2 separate regions of the Mus musculus genome follow, and region 2 is linked to region 1. The links are chromatin contacts, called in public HiCAR-type maps. All regions are on one chromosome and are shown on one strand. Each heading gives the region's core, a stretch centred on a gene start, on an enhancer-like site or on the middle of the called end of the contact. The rest is flanking DNA. Distances are from core to core; before and after follow the strand shown.

Region 1 (7,829 bases), core at 4,501-7,000:
GAGATATTTTATATTATTTGTGGCTATTGAGAAGGGTGTTGTTTCCCTAATTTCTTTCTCAGCCTGTTTATTCTTTGTGTAGAGAAAGGCCATTGACTTGTTTGAGTTAATTTTATATCCAGCTACTTCACCGAAGCTGTTTATCAGGTTTAGGAGTTCTCTGTTGGAATTTTTAGGGTCACTTATATATACTATCATATCATCTGCAAAAAGTGATATTTTGACTTCCTCTTTTCCAATTTGTATCCCCTTGATCTCCTTTTGTTGTCGAATTGCTCTGGCTAATACTTCAAGTACTATGTTGAAAAGGTAGGGAGAAAGTGGGCAGCCTTGTCTAGTCCCTGATTTTAGTGGGATTGCTTCCAGCTTCTCTCCATTTACTTTGATGTTGGCTACTGGTTTGCTGTAGATTGCTTTTATCATGTTTAGGTATTGGCCTTGAATTCCTGATCTTTCCAGAACTTTTATCATGAATGGGTGTTGGATCTTGTCAAATGCTTTTTCTGCATCTAACGAGATGATCATGTGGTTTTTGTCTTTGAGTTTGTTTATATAATGGATTACATTGATGGATTTTCGTATATTAAACCATCCCTGCATCCCTGGAATAAAACCTACTTGGTCAGGATGGATGATTGCTTTAATGTGTTCTTGGATTCGGTTAGCGAGAATTTTATTAAGGATTTTTGCATCGATGTTCATAAGAGAAATTGGTCTGAAGTTCTCTATACTGTTCTTTATAAGAGTTACCTTGGTCCTGGTGTCTCTTCACGGCAATGAAATCCTAACAAAGACAGAGATTAGTATCAGGGACTAAAATATTACCATGATAAGCCTGACCATGCTTTTTTGAAGTAATGTGAATCTTGGGACTTTGGAAAACAGTGGATACTTTAAGTAGGGCTTCATGGGCCACCCTAGTAGGAATATGGAAGACATTGGTGCTGAGGTGATTTGAACTGTGTAAGCCTACTAATTCAAGAGATTTCGGAGGAGAAGAATTTTACTGTGTGGCCTAGAGTCTGCTCTTATAATTTTGGTGAAGAATATGGCTGCTTTTTGCCCTTGTCTGAAGATTCCACATGAGGCTGAAGTAAAGAGATTTCAGTTAATAGCACTGACAAAGGAAGTTTCAGAAAAGCCCAACATAGACTTTGTTCTCTGGTTTGCTCTCATGAAGATCATTTTAATGAAGAGAAGCAAGCTTAGAAAGGAAAAATACAAAATGTATGATTCAAAGGATAAAAGGGCACCAGGAAGTAAAATGAAACTGAATCCTGTGTTCAAGGAGATAAACGAATTAAGAGAAGCAAGATCTCACCCTGCTAAACTTATTGTTCATGCTTTTGCAGTTGAACATGAAACTTGATCATTGTTTTCATTTGGACTTTTACTCTGAAATGAACTATAATCCAGAAACTTAGAGCACAGTTGTGATCCAGATCTTGGGGCTTGAAGACACAGGCTTTTGATCTGGATCTTGAGGAACAGAGGCCCTGAAAAGCTTAGGCCCAGGCATGATAGTATATACCTTTAATCCCAGGAGACAGGCAAGCATATGACTGAGTTCAATTCATGCTTTGTACATGCTTGGCTCAGGGAGTGGAACTATTAGAAGGTGTGGCCTTGTTGGAGTAGGTGTTTCCCTGTGGGTGTGGGCTTTAAGACTCTCATCCTAGCTGCCTGGAAGTGAGTATTCTGGTAGCAGTCTTCAGATGAAGAAGTAGAACTCTTAGCTCCTCCTGCATCATGCCAGCCCAGATGCTGCCATGTTCCCACCTTGATGATCATGAACTAAACTTCTGAACCTGTAAGCCAGGCCCAAGTAAATGTTGTTCTTTATAAGAGTTGCATTGGTCATGGTGTCTGTTCACAGCAATAAAACCCTAACTAAGACACTGGTACAGATCAAGTTCCAAGTAGAGAAAAGCTTAGGTACAGGTGGGGTGGTAAACACCTTTAATCCCAGAACTCAGGAGACAGAGACATTCAGATCTCTGAGTTCAAGGTCAGTGTACATAGCAAGTTCCAGGACAGCCAAATTTAGGCAGTGAAGGAGTTGGAAACAGAAAACTGGTGATAATGTAATACAAAAGGGAAGCCATATTCCAGCTCCAGTAAGCAGCAGGACTCAACAGCTTTGACCATGTGGCTCTGGTTTTAGGGAAAATAGAAAGGATGACTGGTTAGCTGGAGCTAAGAAACTATCAGTGATTAAGAAGAGACCAGTATCACTGAGGTGAAATCATCTGGGAAGTGTTTTCCAAGAGCATAAAGAAGCTATATTCCTGATATAGCCACTCCTGAGGCAGTTAGTCTTGGTAATGTAAGAATCACCAAGATGGTACTGGTTTTGAAAGCATAAAGGGGTCATGGAAAACACTTGGCGCTGTGAGAGTTCAGAAAAGCTCACTGGTGAAGGTGCAGCCTCAGTTGCAGTTGATAACCCAGGAGCGAAAGGGTCATGCAAAGAAGTTTTGGCTTGACACCATAAAGGGAGCCTATGATAAGCAATTGGTGAAGCCTAGTTGCAGAGAGAAACCCCAGCATGCTAAAGATGCCAGTAGAATGAGATGACCACCAGGAACAGCAGCAGCAGTGGAGTGGTGTGGAGTCAACCAGACCTTGAAGTGCTACAGAGGGCAAAACTAGAGAATTAACCCAATCCTTTTGAAGAGCCCAGAATATCATGTGTGGCATTGCCTTGGTTACCCCAAGATGTTAGAGAGATCACAGCCATGAGATACCTGGGAGTGGAGCCAGCTGAAGAGAGCAAAGTTTGTTGCTGCTGACTGCCAGATCTGCCAACAGCAGTCAACAAAGATGAAAGCAATTAAAAAGCTAAAAATAGCTTTGACATCAGACATGGAGATGCAGAATTTGGAGTTTGCCCTGCATGTTTTTTGTCTTGCGTTTGTCCAGTATTTTCTTACTATGACGTTTTGGAATGGTAATATATATTCTATGTTGTTGGAGTTATGTGATCTGCTTTTTTGATTTTAATTTCATACAGAATTTCAGTTAATTGATTGGACTGATTTTTGAGCATTGTTGAGACTGTTATAGACTATGGGACTTTTGAAGTTGGACTAAATGTATTTTTCATTATTCTAAGCCTAGGTATGGTCCCCATAGATTCATGTGTTTGAGTGGGACCAGGGAGTGGAATGTGGTGGTTGGAATATGCTTGGCCCAGGGAATGGCACTATTAGGAGAGGTGCCCTTGTTGGAATATGTGTGGCTTTATTGGAGGAAGAGTGTCACTGTGAGGTTAAACAATTCAACTCTCCTCCAGGCTGCCTGGCAGTAAGTCTTCCCAAATTTGCCATGGTCATAGTATCTCTTCACAGCAGCAGAAACCCTAAGACACACAATAACACTATCACTGAAAGATTGTAAACTGTAATCTCAGCTGTATTTGTAGTCCAGGGAGGGCTGTCCCAGTTGGAAAGCAAGGAAGAGATTTGCCATTAAAAGGACACATGGAGGATAGTTAAATTCAGAAGCACCATTTTTCACATGTTCAGTATTCTTCCTTTCTTCTCTTTTTCCCTAAGGGCCACTGGCAGACTAATTTACTTAATCTGGTAGAATTTACCATTTAGAACCAAGGTAAACCATCTCTTTGATGATATGATGAACAGGAATTGATTCTTTTGTTGTTATAATCAGCTCTGCACTGGTACACAACTGTTATCATTATACTGTTCTTCCTCTTTCCTTAGACTTTTTCACTGAAGAGACTAAACCATTCTCAACATTCAAAGGAAGTGAAGCATACAATGCTATTTGCTCCTGTCTCCTGCAGAGCTGCCACTAGCAAGGTCATTAATCCCCAGAGTAACTCCAAGGGTAACCACGATGCAAAACTGTTATGACATCTGAAGGTGGCAAATAAGACTCTACTGCTGAAGACACCACATACTTCAGACACAGGACTTGGGGAGAGAAAGCTGCCAATGACCTAGAAGCCTCTTCCTTGAGACTATCTTTCGCAGTCTCTGAAAGGCACCGTGTCAGCTGCAAAAGCAGAAATCAATAGTCCTACACAGATGTGAACCCTATAAATGACAGTAATAAACAGTATGTCAAGATATCCCATGGGTACAAATATGACACAGACCTTGATTGTTACAAACAGCCCATTAGATAGGAAGGAATGTGTGCCTGGTATTGTAAACCTAGACAACAACTATCCATGGCTAGTGAGACCATGAAGCCTAACCAGGAACCTATTACTGCCCTCTTTCTAAACCAATATAACTTCTAACTGCATTCTAAATGTTTATCCTTATTACCACAGGTAAATGTAACTCTCAGCATCAAAGAAATTTCTTTTTGCAGAACACAATGATAAGTACAGAAGCCTACAACTGGTCAAAATGCAGAAAAGAACTGTCCATGGGCTCAGCCCTCTCCCCAGTACAATACAATCTGAGGCTCATGAGACATTGAAGAAGAGACATAAGGACTGAGAGCCAAAGGACCAGGATGCCTGCAGTGAGATAATATCTTCTATACATGGTAGAGAATATTCAGCCATAGAATACGGTCTCAACAATATGGTCACCTAAACAAGGCCAGCACAATGAAAATATCAGTTTGTATGCCAACATGGATGGGAGAAATCTCAAAAGGCCTCTCCCCTAGATGAAGAGCTATGGCTCCCAAGAGAGGGAGATTCAGTCTTCTCCAGGAAGAAGCCCCCTGATAGGTTATCTAATCCCGAGTGATCGTCTCTAAACATATATACATACAAGCAATGCTAAATGAACGCAGCATGTTGTATTTATGTACACATATATGTGAATATGCATATGTAGCAATAATAATTAATAAAAAAGAGAGTCACAAATTTGAAAGGAATTTATGGGGTCAGATGAGGGTTATGGGAGAAGTTGGAAAAGGGAGAGGACAAAAATGATATAAATATAATGCTCATCTACGAATTCTAAACAACATAAACTTTAAAAAAATTAATTACCTAGAAATTACCAGTAAGAAAGGGTAATCTTTGAATATTATTTATTCCTCGGTCACAACTGTGCCTACTGACACCAAAACAGAGCATCCTCTGCAATCTTTAGCTCGGTGTTCAATCTGTGATGTAGGGCAATAAATAAGCCACAACCGTAAGAACACTGCCTGTTGCTTTCCTCAGTGGTGTGGGAGTCTTGTATTCTAAGCCATGGTGATCTCAGGCATTGTACATACATTTCAACTCTGTTCTAGACAAATTAATGACTCTTCCCTAACAATTCGGCTCTGCAATCTAGACACGCACAGCTTTATCTGAAATCCCCAAAATATGATGTCTGAGAATCGGGTGAACTTAAGTCTGTGTGTAAGGAGAGGAGCTCAAAATTTTGTGTTGAGGAAGGAAAATACGAATCATTGTCTGGAACTGGGATCACTTTTTTGCTAAAAGTCCTGGATAACAGAGAGCCATGCCAAAAAAAAAAAAATAGAATTAAAACTTTGACAACCTCTACCCTCTCCCCACAAAAATGCCCCCCAAAAGCAACCTAAACATGCGTTAGGGGGTCAAAAATTTAGGCAACCTTCCTGACAAAAGTCACCAAGGGGATAGTAATTGAGAATCAGTCAGTGACAGGCCACTTATAATAGTTTCGAAACATTGAATGCATAAACATAAGCTATGAATAAACCTGGGAGACGTAAGCAGGATGATTTGGTTTCACTGTAGGGAAACATTTCCGGGTGTTAATTCGACCCAACGTGTCTGCTGAAACTGATTAGAGGAGGGGGGTGCTGGTGATGGAAGTGGGACCCAGAATTCCACAGCACTGACTGTACGATGTCTATTCCGTTTCTGTGAAACCAAACTGCTTTCATCTGGCTAATTTCTTCCCTATTATGTTTGACTCTTGATGACAAATATGTGCGGAATGGTGCCAAAATCCAGCTGGCACTTCATTTTCTGAACTTGTTCCATGATGCCTAAGTTTTAAAGTATTTGATTTGGTTATAGTAGGAAATAAAAATTGTGAATAGAATTCATGGGAATGTTAAGATAACATGAAGAGGGATCGACTGAGAGTTAAAACTATCCCTATCGCTTGCTTTCTGCCCTTACTTCGCTCTCTGAGGATGATAGCAAGCTGCTAAAGTGTTCCTAAAAAAACTTTTAGTGAGTGAGTAAAAGTAGCTCGTTTGCTCGTAAGTGTGCTGATAAGACTACTCACAAAATGAGAATTAAATATACTTCCAAGTCTCAAGGGCTATTACATGGTTGCAGGTAACTAATAAAAAAGAAAAACAAAGCATAGCAATTTAAGTTTTTTAAGAAAGACATTAAAGGGCACTTAAAGGAGTTTTGAATTTTCCATTTAATGAATGTCCTATGTAGATATTGTGTAACACACAGTTACACAGACACACGACAAAGCCATGACAGCAAATACACAGCTCTGGTGGTCACCAATTCTAGGCCTGCTGTTGTTGCTTCACAGTTTCTAGGCCTAAAGCTTGAGCTAACAAACAGGAAAAAAAGACTGAAAAAAAATTGTAGAACATTGTTTTAAATGCCTTGCTTTTTTTTTTTTAGCTTTATGCTAAAACTATTTATGATACAAACATAAAAATATAGTAGACAGAATTGATAACAAGCTTTCATGTGCCTGAGTCCCAAATTCCCATCTACTGTTCCCATAGTATTTCCAATCCATCACTCTAATTAAAACAGTAGCAGAAAATCATTGTATCATCTAAAACAATTGATGTTTTAATTGTTTACAATATCAATTAGTCACTCTAGCCAAGGTGTCCCGTTTCTTACAATATCACTAGGCCACTATCAGCCTTTTTCACCTCCTCAGCTTAATCACTCATAAAAGCCAACGTGGATTGACCATATCTTAAAAAAAAAAAAAATGAAGCTTCATATACCATGCAGAGGCCTCTCATTTTAAATGCTGTGTTTCTTGGTTGGGAGCTCACAATGGTTTGTAAAGGAAAAATATTAAATAAACACACTAAAGCAATAATGTCCATCCCTTGCTAAAAACAACAACGTGTTTCAAGGAAAAGAAATTTTCAGAGCCAAAGCAAGGGGTGTTCGAGAATCTGGAGTTTCACCAAGTCCTTCGATCTCCAAAGACAGTGGAGAACACCGGGGACCTTGGTAACTAAGGAGCATGGTGAGTTGATGACCCCCCTCCCAATATGACATACATCACCGCCAGGTTTCTTTTTTGGATCTCATATCTCCCTCCAACATCATGTTAAAGGTTTCCAAAGTGAATTTCAAAGTGTTAAATTTACAATTGATTCTAAGGGCAAAGCATATTTTTTTAAACCCCAGCTCTAGAGTCTTTCCTATGCCTTGGCTTGTCCTCTGTTAGTGGAAATATATATCAACTAGTTCCTTGAAATATTTGTTAGTAAGCAGGAAAGCATGCATTATTAATAAATGCTTGTTGTCATTAATATCCTGCATATAATAAAATCAGTCACGGTACTTTTTTTTTAGTAGCCTGTGTTTTTAGATATGAGTGTTTTTAAAATTCTATTCAAAAGAAAGAGCAAAGGTCTATGGCCCCTGTGAACAGCTGTATGTCCTGACCTAGCGCATAGTGGATACTCTGTCTGCTTCTTCTGAAGAAGTTAATTCTCATTCAAAGGTATATAGGTTGAAAGGAGGTGCTTAACACAGTCACCATAGAATGGGATTCTTTCTATGTATTCATTATTCAGACCTCTGATTCCTTCTTACCAAAGACAGAGAATTTCTAAAACAAATGGGACATCAATAATAAAACCATTAACAAATAAACAGTAAACCATGGTTGAGAAGGAAATAGATGAAC
Region 2 (7,829 bases), core at 1,711-4,210, 200 kb before region 1:
GGCTGAGGCAGGAAGATTAGAAACCAGTTTTGGCTGCAGAGTGAGTTTCAGGCCAGCCTGCTGCTGCTGCTGCTGTGGGGCATATAGGTTAAAAATATGAATTAACATCATTATCAATATTAGAATGTGTTTAAATTAAAAAAATGGACAAATACAGTATTGCTTTAAACACAAAAACAAAACAAGAGCACTAAGTGCCTCCGTTTTGTGTCCAAATTCTGCTAAATGCATTGCTGTCTGTGTATGTGTCTAGGTGAATATGTTTGGGCATGGTTGGATGTGGAAGATGCTTGACCTTCTTTGATGGAAAGGATGGAGGAAAGCAATTTCCAAACTTCAACTCACTCTCGAGGTAGCATAATTTATTTTTGAGCACTGCAGTGTGGTCAGTGACATGTACAAAAGCCAGGTCACATTCCAGGGTATTTGTAAGAACACAGGTATCGCTTGATGCTGTGAGTCTTGGGGGCCTCCACAAAAGCCCTGTGATTCTTTGATCAACTATTTCTTCATCTACAGAAAGATGTAAGGAGGGGTTTAGGAGATGGGAATCATTGTGGCATGAAGTTCATTTTTCTGCTTAGACTTGTAAGATAGGTGAGGCAATAAACGCATTTCCTCACTACTAGAGTATATTTGATCAGATTTTCTGTCCCTCCTAGTGAAAAGTGCCCTAGTTCATTTACCAAATGGAACAATCTATGAAGTTATTGAGCAGTGCTTTCTCAGACATGACTCTAGGGAGAGTGGTCAACAATCGGTCAATCGCATCACTCAATTGATCAGGATATAAATAAAGGCTGAAGAACTGAAGCAACTACTTGTTTAGTCTTTACAAACTAAGGGTACTGAGAGGAAAGGGTGGGGCTCAATGGACTCCTTATCTTTGAGGAAACTTTATGGTTTGGGATCAGAAATAACTCATCTCTTCTATCCAGGGAGAACAAGAAGGTACTCTTCCACTGAGACAAAAACAAGAAGGTTCAAAAGAAGGGCTCAGAGCCTGGAGCCTGCAGATTCTTACTCTTGAAGAAGATAGAGTTCCTGGCTAGAAGCCTGAGTGAGCCCTACTATTTAACGTGCACATGTTTCTGTCTGGGTTGGGAAATAAACAGCCAAAGACAGTCAACGGGGCTAGATCTGTGATACAGGCCTGTAATCCAAGCTTCTCAAGAGGCTGAGGCAGGAAGGTCACAAGTTCAAAGTCTGCCCTGGGATACAAAGTGAGTTTAAAACTAGTCTAGGTAGTTTAGGGAGAGCTATCTCAAAATAAAATGTAAAAAGAAGGCTGAGAATATACTTCAATGGTAGAGCACCTACCTATAGGTAAGTTACATGTACTGTGTTCAATTCCCAGTACCACCGAAGAGAAATGGGGTGGGCAAGGAGAGGAAGAGGGACGGGGGACAAACAAAGAGGTAGTTCGTCTCTACCATCACTTGTGGCAAAGACAACTGAGCTGACTGTAGTCCAAGTAGGTATTACAAAAAGTGGCCAGCTTTCAAATCTCTTGCCCTTGTTCATGGCGGTAACTGTTCCAAACAAAATTCTGGTAATAAGAAGCTATAGGTTTGTGGCACTAGGCAATGAGGGGTGAAAGTAGAAGACATATAGTTAAGAGCTGGATCTCCTGGACAGACAACCACAGAGTAGAAGGGTCCTCCTGAACCCACCCAGAGACTTGACTTGTATGAAGACCACACAAGAAAGATTCCCAAGGGAGGGAAGGGATTAAAATAAAAATTGAGATTGATGCTTTAAAGTAAGTGTAATGAGTTTTAGTGGCTCAAAGTGACTGGAAATTTATGGGATCTATCCCAGATGGTATTAAGTGACAAGAAATGAAGAATGGATTAGGCATGGTTGAAGGCAGTGACTGGAAGAAATAAATCCTTTATGTATTTATACCACACTGAGCGAACTGTTCATCAGCTCTGTGGGGATACTGGAGAACATCTCCTTCTTCATTCCGGCAGCAGAAAATGGTCCAATGATCAAAAACTTTAGCAGATTAGAAGCAGCCATAGTGAGTGTGGCACCGGTACCTTCCCATCCATAGCCGCACTGCCTTGGTTGTCTTCTGAGACATCTGGTTGAGAGAGGGCCACAGAGAGATTACAGTGTATGTCTAATGCTTGCTTAGGATGCATTAACCAAGAATCAATACAGACCTTCATTTTGAGAAGACGTGAGAAAACAATCTACTTTTCCTGCATGTAATTTATGTCTCTTGTTCTTTTCTGCATGTTAGGAGACATTATTTTTTAAAATTTAAAGTCTAATTCTAAAAATGTTATGCTCTTTATCCCTCGTGATTTTTCTTAGGATCACTGAACTATGGGATAATTCTGGAAAGGGTGATGTGATAAGGCCCAATAAGAGAAGAAGCCATAGGTGTTTCATTGAAATATGTAGGGAGTTTTTAGCTAGTTGGGATCCTGACAGAATGTAGAAGATGTGGGTGGGCTGCAGAGAACTCCAGAGTGCCTGTCAAAAGATGCAGCTGCTACTCCGTTCCTGCTGACTGTTGCCATGTGAACACCACACCTGGTTTAGCCAAGTCTTCCAATTTCTCAAGATAAATGAAAATTTTACTTTTTCATATAAATTTTATTATTTTTAAGCATTGGCAACTACTCAAAACATTTCAAGTACTATCACAGCCAAACAAAGCACATCTGTGGGCTGATATGGCTGGTGGGTTGCCAGCAACCTCTGGCATAGGTAATGGGAGAAGGTGGTCAGAACTGAAATATGGGATGAAGGCTCCAGGATTGTTGATCATTATTGCTGCTAAATGGGCTCTGGATGACTCCCGGGCTGGAAATGAGAACGTTGTAGGAGGTCTGAAAACTAGGAGAAGCCAGTCAAATTTTACTAATGCTGAGGAATGGGGTACTGGTACTCCCAGGATGATGTAACTCACCACATGTAAGCTGCAAGAATAACTCTTTCAGGCATCCATCCCTGGGATGGGCAGGGAGACCAAGCGCCAGCTGAAGCATCTGCTTTGGTGAGGTGCATGTTACCAATCCGGGTCTACCTCAGTGAAGACCAAGAGGATGCAAAGTGAAAAGATAAATCCAGGCAGAAGACAGAATTTCATGAAAGCCTCCAGTGTCAGGGTTACCTTGGGCGAGGAAAACATTACAAATGCAACTTTTCTTAAGCACAGAGAAAAATCGTTTAGAGCCAAAAGGCCAAATGTCTTCCTCTCCTTGGACAGTGTTTTGGGTGGAGGTGGACTGGACAAGAGCTGGCCCACTTACAGAAATGAGATCAGAGTCGACTACGTGTGGTTCTAAGAAAATGCTACTCGGAGAAACCGACCAGGAGGTGAGCATCATGTTTGGACATCAAACTGAGTTGGATCTGTGCATTTCTTAGTTTTAATATTTTGGGGGAATTTTAATGAGTACTGTATTTACAGTCTTTCTTCTCTTCCTTCACCTCTTTCCAACTCCTTCCAAGTCTTCTCTGCTCCACTTTGTGACCTCCCTATCAAAGTATTTTGCCATGCACATAGATATTAATACACAAGTGTAAGCTAATAAGTCTGTATACTGTTGCTTACTTTATTTTATTTTAGAACCGAGTTCTGAGTACTGAATAACCAACTATGGGGCTGGTTCCCGAGGAAGACTGAGTTTCCCTCTCTCAGCAGCCAATAGTTCCCTGTAGCTTTCCATCTAGGGATCTGTGTATTTCCAAGAGAACACTCATCTGGCGTTGGCATTGCTCAGTTGCCTCCTAATTATTCTCCATGAATTTGAACTTGACCTCTACAGTTTAGTTCTGAACACAAGACCAAAGCCATACTTTAGAGACTTAAGTCTGATTATATCACTGTCTCTGCTATAAACTTCCAGGGATCACTTTTCATCTAAAAACCAATCCCAGAGCCTTTAAAAGGTCAAGGTCCCCTATCTGTTCTCGATTTCCTTATTTGGTGTCATCTGCTTCATCCCTAACCATCTTACTCATCTGCTAGAGCCAGACATGCTGCCCTCTCAGCCATTCCTGAACGTGTCCAACATCCCCTTTCTGTCTTCTCCACCTCCCCAACATCCACCCACTGGATTTCTTCAGTTTATTTTTTTTCAATCTTGCTCAGATTAGCCTCTTCTGAACCTCTCAGTGCCTATCAGCAGCTCAGCATCCTGCCTTGCTCCATATCAGTATGATTGTGGCTCCCAAATCATTTACCAGGACCTGGCAGATTTTCTTTGTATTTATCTATTCATATAACCATTTATCCCCCCAAGAGACCGCATACCTCATTTAGGGTTTTATCTACTGCTCTGTCCCCTAATCCTACAGCCTGGCCTATAGTAGGTGCTTGATAAATATGTGTTGAGTGAAGAAGTGAATGGAAGAGCAAATTAAGGAAACATTGAGTGACATCTGAGTAAATTAACAGAGACCGGGGAAGTACTTAGGCAAATATTCAGAGAGATTTAAAACATTGGTGTGTTCCCAATGCTTAAAAACATAATCGTGTAGTCTATTCCCCTCTGGTGATGAGTAATATTAGTGACACAAGGTTGAAAGGGTGGGTGGCTGCTTTCTGGAAAGGAGGAAGGCTGACTCCTTGAAACTGTTGAAAGATCAGAAAGGAGTAGGTAGGATTCCAGGCTTGCATGAAAACTTGGCTAGAGAGGGGCCCATATGTGGGTTTACAACAGAGAGGACATGATGTCTACAAGCCTGCTGAGATTGTGCCAGAATCTGCAATCAGAACCTATGACTTTTCTGTATTTCTTAACTTTCAGCAGAAAAAAAAATCCCACAATTTAGATATATTTCTTCAGAATGCTGCCTGTCATCGGAATCTAGTATTGACAACAGTCTTTGGGGATTCCTAGTGGGCTTGCCTAATTTGCTGAGAATTCTTTTCTTCTGTAATACATATTTATAAAACATGAGAGAGAGAGAGAGAGAGAGAGAGAGAGAGAGAGAGAGAGAGAGAGAGAGAGAGAAACATTTGAGGTATTTCTCCCAAAGCTATTTTTTTCTCTTTCTCTTTAAGATAAACAACATGTTGAAGCACACATCTATTATTTCTTTCTTTCTTTCTTTCTTTCTTTCTTTCTTTCTTTCTTTCTTTCTTTCTTCCTTCCTTCCTTCCTTCCTTCCTTTCTTTCTTTCTTTCTTTCTTTCTTCCTTTCTTCCTTTCTTCCTTTCTTCTTATCTACCCGATGAGGCTAGGAATGGGTGGAAGAGGCTAGACATAGGATGAAGTAACTTATCATCTAATATTAGCTATTTAACATCATGTTAATCAAACAGCCTTAACTAAAAAAGACTGGGAGAGAAAGGTGACTCTTATGTGACCACAATGAATGTCTATATTTGTGATGTGCAAGAACTTACCATTTTTAAAACTTAAATTATATTTTAAAATTTAACTTTATTTAGTTTCAAAGGTTTTTCAAGTGCCAGTGCAAAAAAAAAAAAAAAAAGCTTTGTTTTTTAGGATAATTTATTTTAATTCAAGTTTAATAAACTCAAGATGGGGAAATGACTCAAAAACAATGAAATGTGTTTTCTTAAGCAAGCGTATTAGGTTATAATACAAAGAAAACATGTGAATGAAACAGCAAAGGATACCATTTTTAATTAGAATATTTTATGGTCTGGTTTTCCTTGTACAATATATAGAATTATGTACCCAATTCCCATTAATACTAATGGGAACAATGCACAAAAGCTCACCACATACAGCAAAATGTGACTTGAGACCAAAGAGCTATTTCACTCTGTGCCATTGACCTTAATGTCAATTAGGCTGTCCTTTACCTCTGTGGAACTTTCCCTGACCTCTTGATAGTAACTGAATACTCTGTTCTTTGACTCTGTCTATAGAATCCTGTGGATTTTACCATTTCTTGATTCTGTTGCTTCTAGCCTAACTTTACATTTAAGACACATATTGTCTTTATCCTTATTCATTCATTGGCTCATTTAGGAGAAAAGCAGAGGTGGATGTAGCATTTCCATCCCTTCCCAAGGGAAAAGCAGAAATATCAAATTTCAATCAAGAATTAAAATTTGTTAAATGAGGTTGCTCAGATATATTGTTCTTTTTTAAAAAAATTATGTAGTATGTATGCATGTATGTATGTATTATGTGAGTACACTGTTACTGTCATCAGACACACCAGAAGAGGGCATCCAATCCCATTACAGATGGTTGTGAGCCACCATGTGGTTCCTGGGAATTGAACTCAGGACCTCTGGTAGAGCAGTCAGTGCTCTTATCCACTGAGCCATCTCTCCAGCCTGACAAATTGTTCTTTGCTTTCTTTTTGTCTCTATCACATAAGGCCAAATGCTTCTAAGAATTCCACCTTTGTCATTTGTTTAAGGTATCACCTCTGGAAAGATCTGGAAAGTTTTCAGGAGGAGGTGAGGTTGATGTTCATTGGACATTGAGGGCTTGAAAGCAAACTATAGACACAGAAGGTAGATGATATTGGTGGAAGATAGAAGAATTCCTGGAGAAGCAGTAGCCTGAGGTTCAATGAGAAAGCGAGCAGGAATGGAAACCACGGAAGAGTCTGAACATGGATCAGGGTAAAGGTAGATGTGTGTGGAAAGGAAGTATTGAAAAAGGTAGTGTAGGTATTTGATTAGCAGGCTGAATTAATTAGGAGTAATATCATCTTCAAGAAACAGAAACCTGATTAAAGCACAAAAAAATGATTTTGGGGGTATTTTTGTTTGTTTGTTTTAATTGTAAAAAAGAAATATCCAGAATTAGGCAACCTCAGAATTGTGTCAGCAAGTCAACAGAATCCTAATGGACTGAAGCTTTCTACTTGTCCTGTGCCATTTTCAAGGATGTTCTCTTGTGTCTCCTTTTGGTTGTAGGATAGGAGCTCCAGGCAGCATGCCTACATTTAGGATGGGAGAGAGGCAATGACTTGTATTCCTTGAAGAGAAGAACAAAGGCTTCCTTGCAGTCCTCCAGTAGTCTTACATCACAGTGTCCAAAGCTGAGTCAATGGACTGAAGTAGAGGGAAAGAAAGCTGCATCCTTTCCAGCCTTTGCAGTGAGGATGTCAACGGGGAAAACTGGAAATGCTGTTGCCCGTGCTAGCCAACCTGCCCACACTGACTGGGGATCAAATGGATGTTGCTGGAAAGCAGCGTTTACTGGATGTTTACAATGGAGAAATGGTACAGAAGTAAGGCTTTAATATGAGTAATAAGTGGTATACAGAATCGATCTGGGGAACTGAGAAAATGGGGGAAGGAAGGAAGGGAGGGAGGGAAGGAGGGAGGGAGGGAGGGAGGGAGGGGAGGGGAGGGGAGGGAAGGGGAGGGGAGAGGAGAGGAGGGGAGAGGAGGGGAGGAAGGAAGAAAGAAACCAGGTTCTAGACATGTCAGGTTTGAATTCCTGATAAAACTACTCACTGTCAAAGACCAGAAGAGCTGCCTGTTGGAATCCAGATGAATTTTCCAGTCCATACAATTGTGAGCTAAATAGGGCTTCTTGCTTTCAGCAGCTAAAATTTGAGATGCTTTGTAACTCAGCAAAGCTAGTGGACACAACCTCCTGACACATCTCTCTGGATTACCTGGGTAGACTCATCTATCCTCAGTGCAGAAGACAGAGGCCACTTTCCGAAAACACAGTAACAATCACATCATCAATCCCCCAACAGTGTAAACTCTCGGACATCTCTAAAGGGGTGACTTCACATCTCTGTTCTTCCCGTAATCCCATCGACTCAGTGCTCTGTGCTTGCCACCCCAGCCGCTCCAGCTCTCTTGCTGTTTCTGGGACACATGGAGCACGGTCTTGCCTCAGGACCACTGCCTCT

The links. HiCAR-type assays count read pairs that join an accessible place to other places.
Region 2: a contact with region 1 is called in a HiCAR-type map of fibro-adipogenic progenitors, with 2.7 times the contacts expected there. The contact joins two enhancer-like sites. A contact is called at or near these places in 5 of 39 promoter capture datasets (HPC-7-derived erythroid cells, cranial neural crest, embryonic stem cells and 2 more) and 1 of 115 datasets of contacts at active chromatin or transcription factors (fibro-adipogenic progenitors).

What each region holds. Positions count from the first base shown.
Region 1 is chr13:114,582,777-114,590,605 of GRCm38.p6, reverse strand. 4930467J12Rik (RIKEN cDNA 4930467J12 gene) reads left to right here. Exons shown (of 2, transcript NR_152116.1): 2 at 3,726-4,094. Among named protein-coding and RNA genes, the nearest start is that of 4930467J12Rik, 20 kb to the left of the region's middle. Within about 2 kb of position 5,750, at least 35 of the 459 cell types and tissues checked have an H3K27ac peak or open chromatin away from gene starts, as enhancers often do. A contact at or near this core is called in fibro-adipogenic progenitors, where this site is marked.
Region 2 is chr13:114,783,637-114,791,465 of GRCm38.p6, reverse strand. It overlaps Gm34790 (a long non-coding RNA gene), which reads left to right. Exons shown (of 3, transcript XR_382937.4): 2 at 3,227-3,336; 3 at 6,874-7,232. Among named protein-coding and RNA genes, the nearest start is that of Gm34790, 31 kb to the left of the region's middle. Within about 2 kb of position 2,960, at least 8 of the 459 cell types and tissues checked have an H3K27ac peak or open chromatin away from gene starts, as enhancers often do. A contact at or near this core is called in fibro-adipogenic progenitors, where this site is marked.